Linked DNA regions of Zea mays: region 2 is linked to region 1. The links are chromatin contacts, called in public Hi-C maps. All regions are on one chromosome and are shown on one strand. The core of a region is the stretch at or near the end of the contact, and the rest is flanking DNA. Distances in the headings are between cores, read along the strand shown. Region 1 holds the start of LOC100285848. Region 2 holds the start of LOC103634994 (G-type lectin S-receptor-like serine/threonine-protein kinase At2g19130).

The links. A called contact is a pair of places that touch in the nucleus more often than the background predicts.
Region 2: a Hi-C map of endosperm shows a contact between it and region 1, with 2.4 times the contacts expected there. The contact joins the promoter of LOC103634994 here to the promoter of LOC100285848 in region 1. A contact is called at or near these places in 11 of 25 Hi-C or Micro-C datasets (bundle sheath, ear, endosperm and 4 more) and 1 of 3 datasets of contacts at active chromatin or transcription factors (leaf).

Annotation. Positions count from the first base shown.
Region 1 is chr8:27,825,996-27,831,399 of Zm-B73-REFERENCE-NAM-5.0, reverse strand. LOC100285848 reads left to right here and starts at 2,613. Exons shown (of 2, transcript NM_001372341.1): 1 at 2,613-3,273; 2 at 3,915-4,930. The coding sequence starts at 2,956. The coding sequence ends at 4,604. It overlaps LOC100279253 (Aspartate--tRNA ligase 2 cytoplasmic), which reads left to right. Exons shown (of 10, transcript NM_001152274.1): 10 at 1-223.
Region 2 is chr8:27,571,860-27,577,263 of Zm-B73-REFERENCE-NAM-5.0, reverse strand. LOC103634994 (G-type lectin S-receptor-like serine/threonine-protein kinase At2g19130) reads right to left here and starts at 3,302. Exons shown (of 1, transcript XM_008657567.4): 1 at 342-3,302. The coding sequence starts at 2,857. The coding sequence ends at 452.

The sequences.
Region 1 (5,404 bases), core at 1,364-3,863:
GCTGAAACCAGCAAGTACGATCCTTTTTGGGATTTGATCTGGTCTAATTGTTGTTAAGTGGAGGTATTGCTCTCAGTTTTTTTGTGCTCTGTTTGTCGGCATATGCCAAGAGCTAGGGCTTCTTAAGTTCTAAGTTTTTAGACGAGTGGATTCCTTTTTTTTAAGAGCCGGCAAAAGTTCTGCCCTGCACCTGTTAAAAATAGATATTACCCTGTTCCAATTCTAAATAATATGACGTGTCGCCTTCTAGATATTTATATTATGTAGATGTACAATATGTCTAGATACAGATAGTAAAGTAATGTATGTCTTTATAAAGAGAGAAGAATTGTGCTGCGAATGAATTTGTCGTCTGTCAAATGCCTTGATTCCAGGTTGGCAGCATGCCTTCTGTTTTGAAATGATAAGCGCATGTTTTGAAATGAGAAGAATTGTGCTGAGATACTTCAGGTGAGTGGCGCTAACGTGGTCATGCTCATGCCGCATGTGTTTTGTTTGTTGCTAACACGAGCATCTTGATGGATTTCTAGAAGATCTAGTTATAAACTTTAGCTTTCAAATTTTAATTTTTTACTTTTTAAAGCTATTCTTATTTTTATTCTTACATACTTAAATTCATATCGCGACTCATGGTGTTGAGGTACTTGACGCGACGTCTAACTTAACGTCTTAACAAAGTGGTCATGCTCGTGCACGTATATGTTTCATTTGTCGCCAATATGAGCATCTCGAAGGATTTCTTGAAAATCTAGTTGTAGACCTTAGTCTCTAATTTTTAATTTTAACTTTTTAAAATCTATTGTTATTTTTATTCCTACATACTTATATTCATATCGTGACTCATGATGCTGAGGTACGTCTAACTTGGTGCCAACGTGATTATGCTCGTGCACGCATGTGTTTCATTTGACGACAACATGAGCATCTTGAATGATTTGTAGAAGATCTAGTTGTATATATACTGTGATATCATGACCATACAGGATGGTGATATCTTGGCTTAAGACTTAATAGAATTAATATAGTACTCATATCAACAATGTGTATTTCTTTTTACAAAGACTATTTCGAAAGAAACTTCAAGTTAAGCGTGATTGACTTAGAGCAATTTGTGATGAGTGGTCGACCGGGAAGTTTTCTTGTGTCCTAATAAGTGAGAAGAAAGTACGCACAAAAGATTCGTATTGTTATGTGTGGACAATATATGATTCTAGAGAGTTGCCATGAGTAAGTACCATCGGTCATAGAGTGAACTCTTAGTCTCCAATTTTTAATTTTAACTTTTGTTGAAAAAGCTATTCTTATTTTTATTCATACACACTTAAATTCATATTGTCTCAGGTACGTCTAACTTGACGCCAATATAATGTGGTCATGCTCGTGCACGCATGTGTTTTATTCGTCGCCAACATGAGCATCTTGAAGGATTTCTAGAAGATTTACTTGTATAGCTTAGTCTCTAAATTTTACTTTTAACTTTTTCTGAAAGCTATTCTTATTTTTATTCCTACACACTTAAATTCAAATTGTGATTCATGTTGCTGAGGTACGTGTACGTCTAACTTGACGTCAATGTGGTCATGCTCGTGCACATATGTGTTTGATTTGTCACCAACATGAGCATCTTGAAGTGTTTCTAGAAGATATAGTTGTAGACGTTTAGTCTCCATTATTTAATTTTTAACCTTTTTAAAATATATTCTTATTCCTACACACTTAAATTCATATTCATATTGTGACTCAAGTGTTGAGGTGCTTGATGTGACGTGTAAGAGACATACTCTCTATTTTTCCTAGTTAATATAAATAGAGGGTTTTTAAAAAAATAAATACGCTCCAACAACTTATTTAAATGGTTATCAAATATAGATGTCTTATATTCCAGGTTTTCTAACTAGCCAAAGATAGAAAGCACAATGACTCTTTACAGTATAAACAAGATATAGAATGCTTGTTGGAGATTGGAAAGATATAAAAAGTGGTTTTATTTAAATAACTCTCCAAACTATAATTTAGAGAGTGAAATTTAGAAGAAGAAAAAAACCCTTGGAGGTACTCTAACCTGGCGCTGTGCACAATGTGTTTCGTTTGTTCCCGGTACACAACTCGTTGGTGCCTAAATAAATCGCAACATATCATGCGCAATCGCTACATTCCGTGCAAACATTTGTTGTGGAGCGTCCATCTGTATCGCGTGGTTGTCCGTTAACGTGAGAAAATTTTGTAAAAAACGCTCGCGGGTCCATACTGTTTTGCATGTAAGTGGGGTTAAGTGCAAAACAGTATAGGTCGTTGGGCGTTATTTTTTGCAAAATTTTCTCACGTTCACGTACATCTACACGATATGGATGCACACAGCACACTCCATATAGCAAACGTTTTCATGGTTACACCGAATGAAGCGTGTATGCACACGATTTGTTGCCTAAATAAATAGCCAGTGTTAAACCGCAAGATGTAGCAGTCAATTTCATGGTTACCGAATTTACAGACAACAACAATTCGAACGTGTTTTATTTATACTCGTGAAAGGAACGGATCGGAGGCGCTAGCGCTAGCGTGGCCGGTTTCCTCGGCGCATGCCAACGGCCAAAGCGAAGCAGCCAGCCACACACAAATACCGCATGCCGTTGCCGCAATTCATGGGCACAGCGACCTCTCGTCTCCTCTCCATCTAGACACCACTTTCTTCTCTCCGCCTCAGGCGGCGCGCGCGCGGCTAGCTTCCCGGCCTCCCAGCAACATCCCGCCACCACTTCCTCCTCCTCCTCCGCTCTCTCCGGCCGCGCGCGCCGACGTTTTTTTTTTTCCAACGGAGGCCGCCGCGCGCTGCCTTTAGTTTCGGACCCATCCATCCATACATAGCCAACATCACCTATAGCAGGCGGAGGGACGGAGGACCGTCCGTCTCGTTCACTCCGCGCCGCGCGTGGCCCGATCCAGCCCGGCCCTCGGATGGTCGCCGCTGGCACGTACAGCGACGACACCAGCGGCGGCGGGTGCGGGTCCATGGAGTTCTGGCCGGAGTTCCTGGCCTCCAGCGGCGGGCGCGAGTTCGTGGCCGGCGGGGTGGGCGGCATGGCGGGCGTGCTGGCGGGCCACCCGCTCGACACGCTCCGCATCCGCCTCCAGCAGCCGCCCGCCGCGGGCGCACCACGCCGCCGCGACGCGCACCCCTCAGCCCCGCGCCTCCTACGCGGCATCCTCCGCGCCGAGGGCCCCTGCGCGCTCTACCGCGGCATGGCCGCGCCGCTCGCCTCCGTCGCCTTCCAGGTCAGTCGGCCCTTCTTCCACGTCGCCGCGCTTCTGTTCCTTCTCACGCGGTCACGCCGCGTGCGATCCGGACGGGCGGGTCACGGATCCCAGGGCCTCGGACGGACGCCGTGGATCCTTTCGATACGTCTTCCTTTTCCCCTTTGTCTCCAAGGATTGCTTACTTTTTAGTAAAAGGCGATCGCTTTCAAAGATGACATTTTTATTTGCTCCACAAAAGCACATGCGCTACACCACTCGCTACCGATCGAGTTTAGCCATCGGGCGACGGCACTACCTTTTCTTGCCTTGTCTGTCTCTTTGTGCACTCGCGAACACAAGCAGCCAGCAAGCTCCAGAGATAGATAGCTAGACGTGTCGAAATGGTCATCTCATTTTCGGCCGAGTGGGTTACCAGACGAACAGCAGGAAATACCTGCATCTGGCAGAATCAGTGGGCAGTGTGGGCACGACACATGTTTGGGTTGAATCTCTGGCGAAATGCTGCGGCGCTGCAGGCGCTCACATGGCATGCTTCGGCTTCACATGGCCTCCTTTCGCCGTGCTCTCTCACCAGTCTGCCACGCGCGCTATGGTGGTGTCAATTGTCATGTCCCATGCTAGCTAACGAAAATGCTCGCTGTTGCTGTCTGTGTTTGCAGAACGCGATGGTGTTCCAGGTGTATGCGGTCCTGTCGCGGTCGCTGGGCCCCGCCACCTCCGAGCCGCCGTCCTACGCGAGCGTGGCGCTGGCCGGCGTCAGCACGGGGGCGCTGCAGACGCTGATCCTGTCCCCGGTGGAGCTGGTCAAGATCCGGCTGCAGCTGGAGGCGGCGTCGGGGCACGGCCCCGTGGAGATGGTCCGTGAAATCCTCCGGCGCGAGGGCCTGCGCGGCGTGTACCGCGGGCTGGCGGTGACCGCGCTCCGCGACGCGCCGGCGCACGGCGTCTACTTCTGGACGTACGAGCGCGCCCGGGAGCGCCTGCACCCGGGGTGCCGCCGCAGCAGCAGCAGCCAGGACCAAGACGGGGACGAGGGCCTGGGCACCATGCTCGTGGCCGGCGGCCTGGCCGGGGTCGCCAGCTGGGTGTGCTGCTACCCGCTGGACGTGGTCAAGTCGCGGCTCCAGGCGCAGGGCGCGGCGTCGGCGTCGGCGCCCAGGTACCGCGGCGTCGTCGACTGCTTCCAGAGGAGCGTCCGGGAGGAAGGCCTCCCCGTGCTGTGGCGCGGCCTCGGCACCGCCGTCGCCCGCGCGTTCGTCGTCAACGGCGCCATCTTCTCCGCCTACGAGCTTGCCCTGCGCTTCATTGCCAGCGGCGGCGGCCCCAGGCTGGTCATGGAGGACAAGTGAGTCAGACTGGACCGTGTTGTACATAGGCTAGTATAAGTATCCATTCCAGTGGTTGGTGGAGAGTATCCATGCCACTGCCAGCGCAGTGAGCTGAGATTCGTGGACTGGAGTAGCGTACCGTAGCTGCAAGCTTCATACAAATCGAAGCATGCGTCTTGATGATGGCGATCGATTCACCCTGGTAATTTGGGGAAATACACTGTGCAGTGCATTGTGCATTACATTGGTGTGCTGCTATTCCATATAGTATAGTACTCTGCATGAACATCAGTGATCAATCAACTGACCAATTGACATTACAGTATGTATGGATAAACCATTCATGGAAAACATCAGAATTCTGCTAGTTAGTTGCTTGCTCTCAGAGTAAGCAAGAGGCTGTGGTTAGTCATTAAGTTTTTTCTCTTTTAGAAAAAAAATCAGAAAAAAAAGTTAGTTGCTTTCAATCAGCAGCTACCCGGCTGCATCAGTGGTCAGTGGAAGATGCAAAATGGACTAGTTTTTCTTGCATCAACTGTGGACATGAAATTTTAGGGCGTTTAAATACTTGCGCGCTGCCGTCCTGCGCCGCTATTGCTGGCAAGACTATCCAGCTGCCAAACCAAGCAGGGGTCAATGGAAATATTTGTCTGGGAATCTCACTTTGTATGCGTCGTGGGCGAAGCTAAGGTGAGCAACTAAGAGATTAGCTAAAAAGACTAGTAAAATTTACTGATTAGCTACTCTTTAAAATAGATTTTAGAGAAAAAGTGTAGGCTAATCCAACAGACTTGGTAAACCTACAGATTGAATAGAGAGTG
Region 2 (5,404 bases), core at 2,053-4,552, 250 kb after region 1:
GGGCCAAAAATTGAATTTCGGGCCCTAATGTGAATTTCGGGCCAAAAAATGAATTTCGGGCTTTTATAATTTCGGGCCGCCCGAAATAAGCCCGGCACGTTTAAGCAATTACGGGCCGGGCCGTGGGCCGAGGGCGAGGCCCATGGGCCGGCCCGGCACGGCCCGAAATTCAAACGGGCCGGGCCAGCCCGAAATTCAAACAATACGGGCCTTTTCGGGCTTGGGCCGGGTCGGGCCGGGCGGCCCGAATGTACACCTATAACGAGAGGGCATCTTCCAGGATACATGCAGAGAACTAAACCCCTAAATTAGGCTAAGCGGTGTTCGTTTTCACAGGAACATTACGAAATGCCCGCCCATGGATCGTGTATATTTGCAGCAAAAACTATTTAGAACTAGCGCTACGGTTCTGTCTGTTTGCCTTGAATTTATTCATCCCTAAACAGAGCCCTCATTCTTCGTCAGAGTATATGACGCTGCCCTCGCCCTCCACGAGGTTCTGAAAGGAAGACGGGATCGGAGGGACTGCAACGCTCACGACGCCTTCCAGCATGCGAACGACCTGCCCCATCGACGGCCGGTCGCCCTCATCGTCCTGTACGCACCAGCAGGCGACTCTGCAGGCGACGTCCAGCTCCTCCACATCCGCGTCTCCTCCCAGCCTACTGTCCAGCAGGCACAGCACGTCTCCCTCGCTCACCCGCGCCGCCGCGTGGAGAGGGAAGTACCGGTGGCTCCCGGACCCGGACCTCAGCCTCGCCGTGCTCCTCCTCCCCGAGACGATCTCGAGGAGCACGATGCCGAAGCTGTAGACGTCCGCCTTCCTCGTGACCGGCCGCCCGGAGATCCACTCCGGCGCGAGGTACCCCATGGTGCCCCGGACGGTGGTCAGCGCCGAGTCGAACTCGCGCCCGAGGAGCTTCGCCATGCCGAAGTCGGCGATCTTGGCGCGGAGCTCCGAGTCCAGCAGGATGTTCTCGGGCTTGATGTCGCAGTGTATGATGCGGTCCTCGCACTCCTCGTGGAGGTAGGCGATGCCCTTCGCGATGCCGAGCGCGATCTGGTAGCGGAGGCTCCAGCTCAGACGAGCGGATCTCTCCGAGAAGAGGTGCGCGTCCAGAGACCCGTTCGGCATGTACTCGTAGACCAGCAGCCTCGTGTCTCCTCTAACGCAGAAGCCCAGGAGGCGGACGAGGTTGGCGTGCTTGATCACCCCGAGCGTCTGCACCTCGGCTCTGAACTGCTTGTCCGCCTGCCCGCTGCGTTTGAGCCTCTTCACGGCGACGGCGGTTGGTCCTGCCATTGTTCCCCTGAAAACGCTTCCAAACCCTCCCTCGCCGAGTTTGTCGGAGAAGTTCCTTGTAGCCTTCTTCATCTGCGCGTAAGAGTAGAACGCGAGAGAACCTCCTGCTTCAAACTCTCTGCGACTGCAAGTAAATACACCTCTCCAGGTCCGGGATCGCCATAGGAGCGCCAGTATCACTATCACGGCAGCCAACGCTACTGACCCGACCACCATGGATACAATCAGCCCTGTGCGCAGACCACTCTTGGGCCTGAGCTTGGAGCCCCAACGAACATAAACCTTGCTGTATGGAGGAGGTCCTCTGGAAGCGAAGCTCAGGTTGTACAGGTTGTAGTACCACAGCTTGCATCCGGAGTGATACGCATACGCGACGCAGTAGCATCTGCTGAGACAGGCTTGTTTGCAGTCTTCATCAGTTGCTGCTAAACCATCCTGGGGATTATACGGGAGCCCCTGCAGCTTGTCTAGCAGGATAAAGGAGTCGTCTTGTTCAGTCTGGCCGTTCGTCTGGCAGCTCAGCGGAAGAGATCTCGGTCTCGAGCAACCGGTTGCGAAGTATCCGAGGCTCCACTCCGCTGGATAGGAAGGCTCAAATCCGCGGACACAGCTGCATTCTCCATTGCTCCTGCAAGCACCAAAGCTACCGCAGAAGAAGCCACTGGATTTGCAATCCGACGGGAAGGTCCAGCGAGCCACCCAGCCACTGCTGTTCGTGTTCGCCGCTGCAGACCACCGCATCAGGCTCACTTGCCCCAGGCTGAACTGCAAGAACTCGGTCAGGTTAGAGCTGTCCGGAGGAGGGTTCAGCACCAGCGAGGTGCCGTTGTCCTGTGACGTCACCATCCAGTCCGGGAAGGTCCCCAGGCTGCTGGGATGCCCGTCGGTGCTGAGCACGAAGCCGTTCCTCCTGCTCGGGTCCACGCTGAGGCTGCCGTTGTGCGAGAAGTCCCTGTACGTCAGCGAGACGTTGGCCCCCGTTCCCGCGGCGAGCCCCAGCCGGGCGCCGGGGAGCAGCGAGTCGCCGGGGTAGTCGAAGCTCTGCCACAGCACCCGCGACGATGCGTCGTCGGCCTGGTCCCTCACCACCAGGTTGCCGTTGCCGAGGAGCACCGCGGCTGCGGCGGCGGACGGCGGCGGGGGCCCCGGCCCGGCTCCCGCGACGGACGAGCACCAGAGGGTAGACCCGGCCTCCGTGATGCACAGACTGCCGCCGAAGACCTCCAGCGCCGCGGCTGAGATGTCGGAGATGACCACCCTGTCCCCGACCCAGAACGTGGGGCTGGTGCCCGGCATCTTCTTGAAGCGGACGCCGAGGAAGCGGTGGATGCCGGCGCCCGGCAAGAAGAAGCCCAGCTCGAAGTCGCCGTTCTTGGACACCAGCGTCTGGTTCCCGGAGATGCCCGCGCCCGGGAGGATGGTGTCCGTCACCGAAGCAGCGACTGCCAGTGCCAGCAGCAGGACGATGGAGAAGAGGAAGGTGGGCGTCGCGCACCCACGAGGCCCCGACGGGGAGCAGCTACGCTTTGGTGCCTCCATTGCGGTACCGGGCATCACTTGCAGGGGGGGACGAGCACGAACACGGCAGGGAAGAAGAAGTCACCAGCGAGGTGAGCAAGAATGAATGAGGTGACCTGAAGCTGAGTGCTCGTGCTGCCGTACACGATAGCTCCGAGCTCCGGCGAGAACTGCCGCCTCGCCTTTGACCAAGCCTTTTACTTTAGTGCGACTTCACCGCTGGATCTCCGACCTCGCGCCACGCCACGCCACGCCGTCGTTTCTCTTTGACTCCCTCAGAAAAATGACACGGGAGGAACAGGTTAGCAATGAATGCCGCGACTGGATTTTTCTCCTCCGACGGATGTGTGCACGTTTCTAAAATCTAGACTAGCTAGTGTATCCTTATGACCTTTTGGAAAAGTTGTGGCCATTTGACACCAGTAGTTACACATAGATACTATCACATGTTAGAAATGATTTTATGATTTAATTAATATTATATTTATATGGTCTTTGCTTTATATTTTAATCGACAATCTTTCTTTTTCATTACTTCTAGGCCTCCTAATGGTTTGGGCTGTAATAGATTTTATGGGTCGGTATTGATATAACTTTTAAACTATGGTATATGTGTAAATCTTCAAAAAAATCAATATAGTTTAATCAATTGTTAAACTAAGTCATTCCAATAAATATTGGTTGATTTCGAGAAAATTTTAAGATATGAATGCAAAGCTTAAATTTTAAGGTCATGCTTTTTAAAAGTGGGTTCATCTGTTACACAAATTAGCAAAATATCATTCTTAATCATTTAAAAAATAATCAATTTCGTAAAATTTTTAAGATGTAAACGCGATGTTTTAATTTTAAGGTCGGACATCTAAGTTGGGACCCGCACATGAATATAACCATACCGTTACACACAAATTAGCATATTATCGTTCTGACTCGTTTCCAAAAAAAGATCGATTACTTTTGTGAAAATTTTAAAGTATAAACACAGCGTTTTAATTTAAGGTTCGACTTGTAAGATGAGACACAGATGAATCTAGCTATACTGCTACGCATAAATTGAAATATTATCATTATTACTCGTTTCCAAAAAAACAATTGATGCTGTGAAAATTTTAAAGTTAGAACATGGTAGTGAATTCACTCTAGTATATATGGGTATGTGATTGTGTAAGATAATGGAGATAGCCTAATAAAATGCTACTATAAAAGCTTTCAAACAAATAATGGATTCCAGTGTGATCGATGCACATCTCTCTATATATGTTTTTAACTACATGGTGTCCGGCTTTTGTGAAAGCGGGAAGTAGCTTTCACTACTAGTTAGGTAAAAATGCCAAAGCTTGTTGTGGAGCAGCTTCCCCGTTAACCTTTTGCTGTCAAATGTGGAGGCAGGCAACGCAACATGCAAAGTGTGGCTTTAGTGGAGGAAAAAATAGTAGATTAGTAGGGGTGGAAGCATGAAAAATGGCTACGGCTACAAATCAAAAGCGAACCGACCAAACAACATTTATTTGTTTTGTTTTTATTCGGTAGACCCAGAAAATGCAGAGACGAGACGATAGGAAAGACGTGATCACGTGAACAGAGGTACAAAAAAAAATACAAAAAGAAAAACTGGCAGTGGCAGTGTGGACAGAGCGCAGTTTTTTTCTTTGTTGGGCCTGGGGACTTCTCTTGGGGCTTTCTCTCGGTTGGGCCTAGGGTGGGAAATGGATGTGTGTATCTTGCTGGGCTAAATCGGTAGTATTGGGCTGAACTATTGGTGGTGGGCTCGTCAGGCACGAGGCCTTGCGGTTCCATGCGCAACTGGCATAAAAAAACCAATTTACCTCCCTGGACCATCTCCGTCGTGGTACCGATTTTTTATTTTTAAAAAAATGACTCTGTACTTTCATTTATAGACAACATTTTTGTGAGTACACTGCCATGTGGTGTCATGTGGGCCCTTGGAAGGTGGCATGGGGTATTCTCTGCTATAAAATGGAGAAGCTGCGCAGACAATAGGCATCAATGAAATATTCAGAAGACATCCATTCCATATTGTGCTTCTACCTCTTCAGTCTCTTCCTCCTATCTTCTAGAGTTCTACTTCTCCGTATAGATCCTTAGCTCGTTGCAACTTTCCTTTCCTATCGTCATGTACTCATATCATAATTGAATCCAATTATCCAGTGTTTGGTTGAGAGATGTTGCTAACATTTGGTATCAGACTACTCGCATCCTGGAAGATTGCACGCATGGAGGCGGCAATGCAGCAGATTCTCGACGCGATGGCGTACATGGAGCTCCGCTTGACAGATGCGCTGGTTGGCCGTGGTGGCGACAGGGTGGAGGACACGGTCTCAGGGCTGCAATCCTCCAACTCCGCCACCTCCTCCGTCGCCACGCCGATGTACGACGACGTGTTCGACTCTTCGGTGGCCCCGATGTACCCAGGCGATGTGTTCGGCTCTTCGGCGGCCTCACCCCCAGGCTTCGATGGCGAGCCTACTTTCGACGAGGAGCACAACAACTCCATCACCGAGTACGTCGACGTCTCGTGCCACGACCATCTCTTCCTCCTCGACACCACCTGGGACTCCTCGC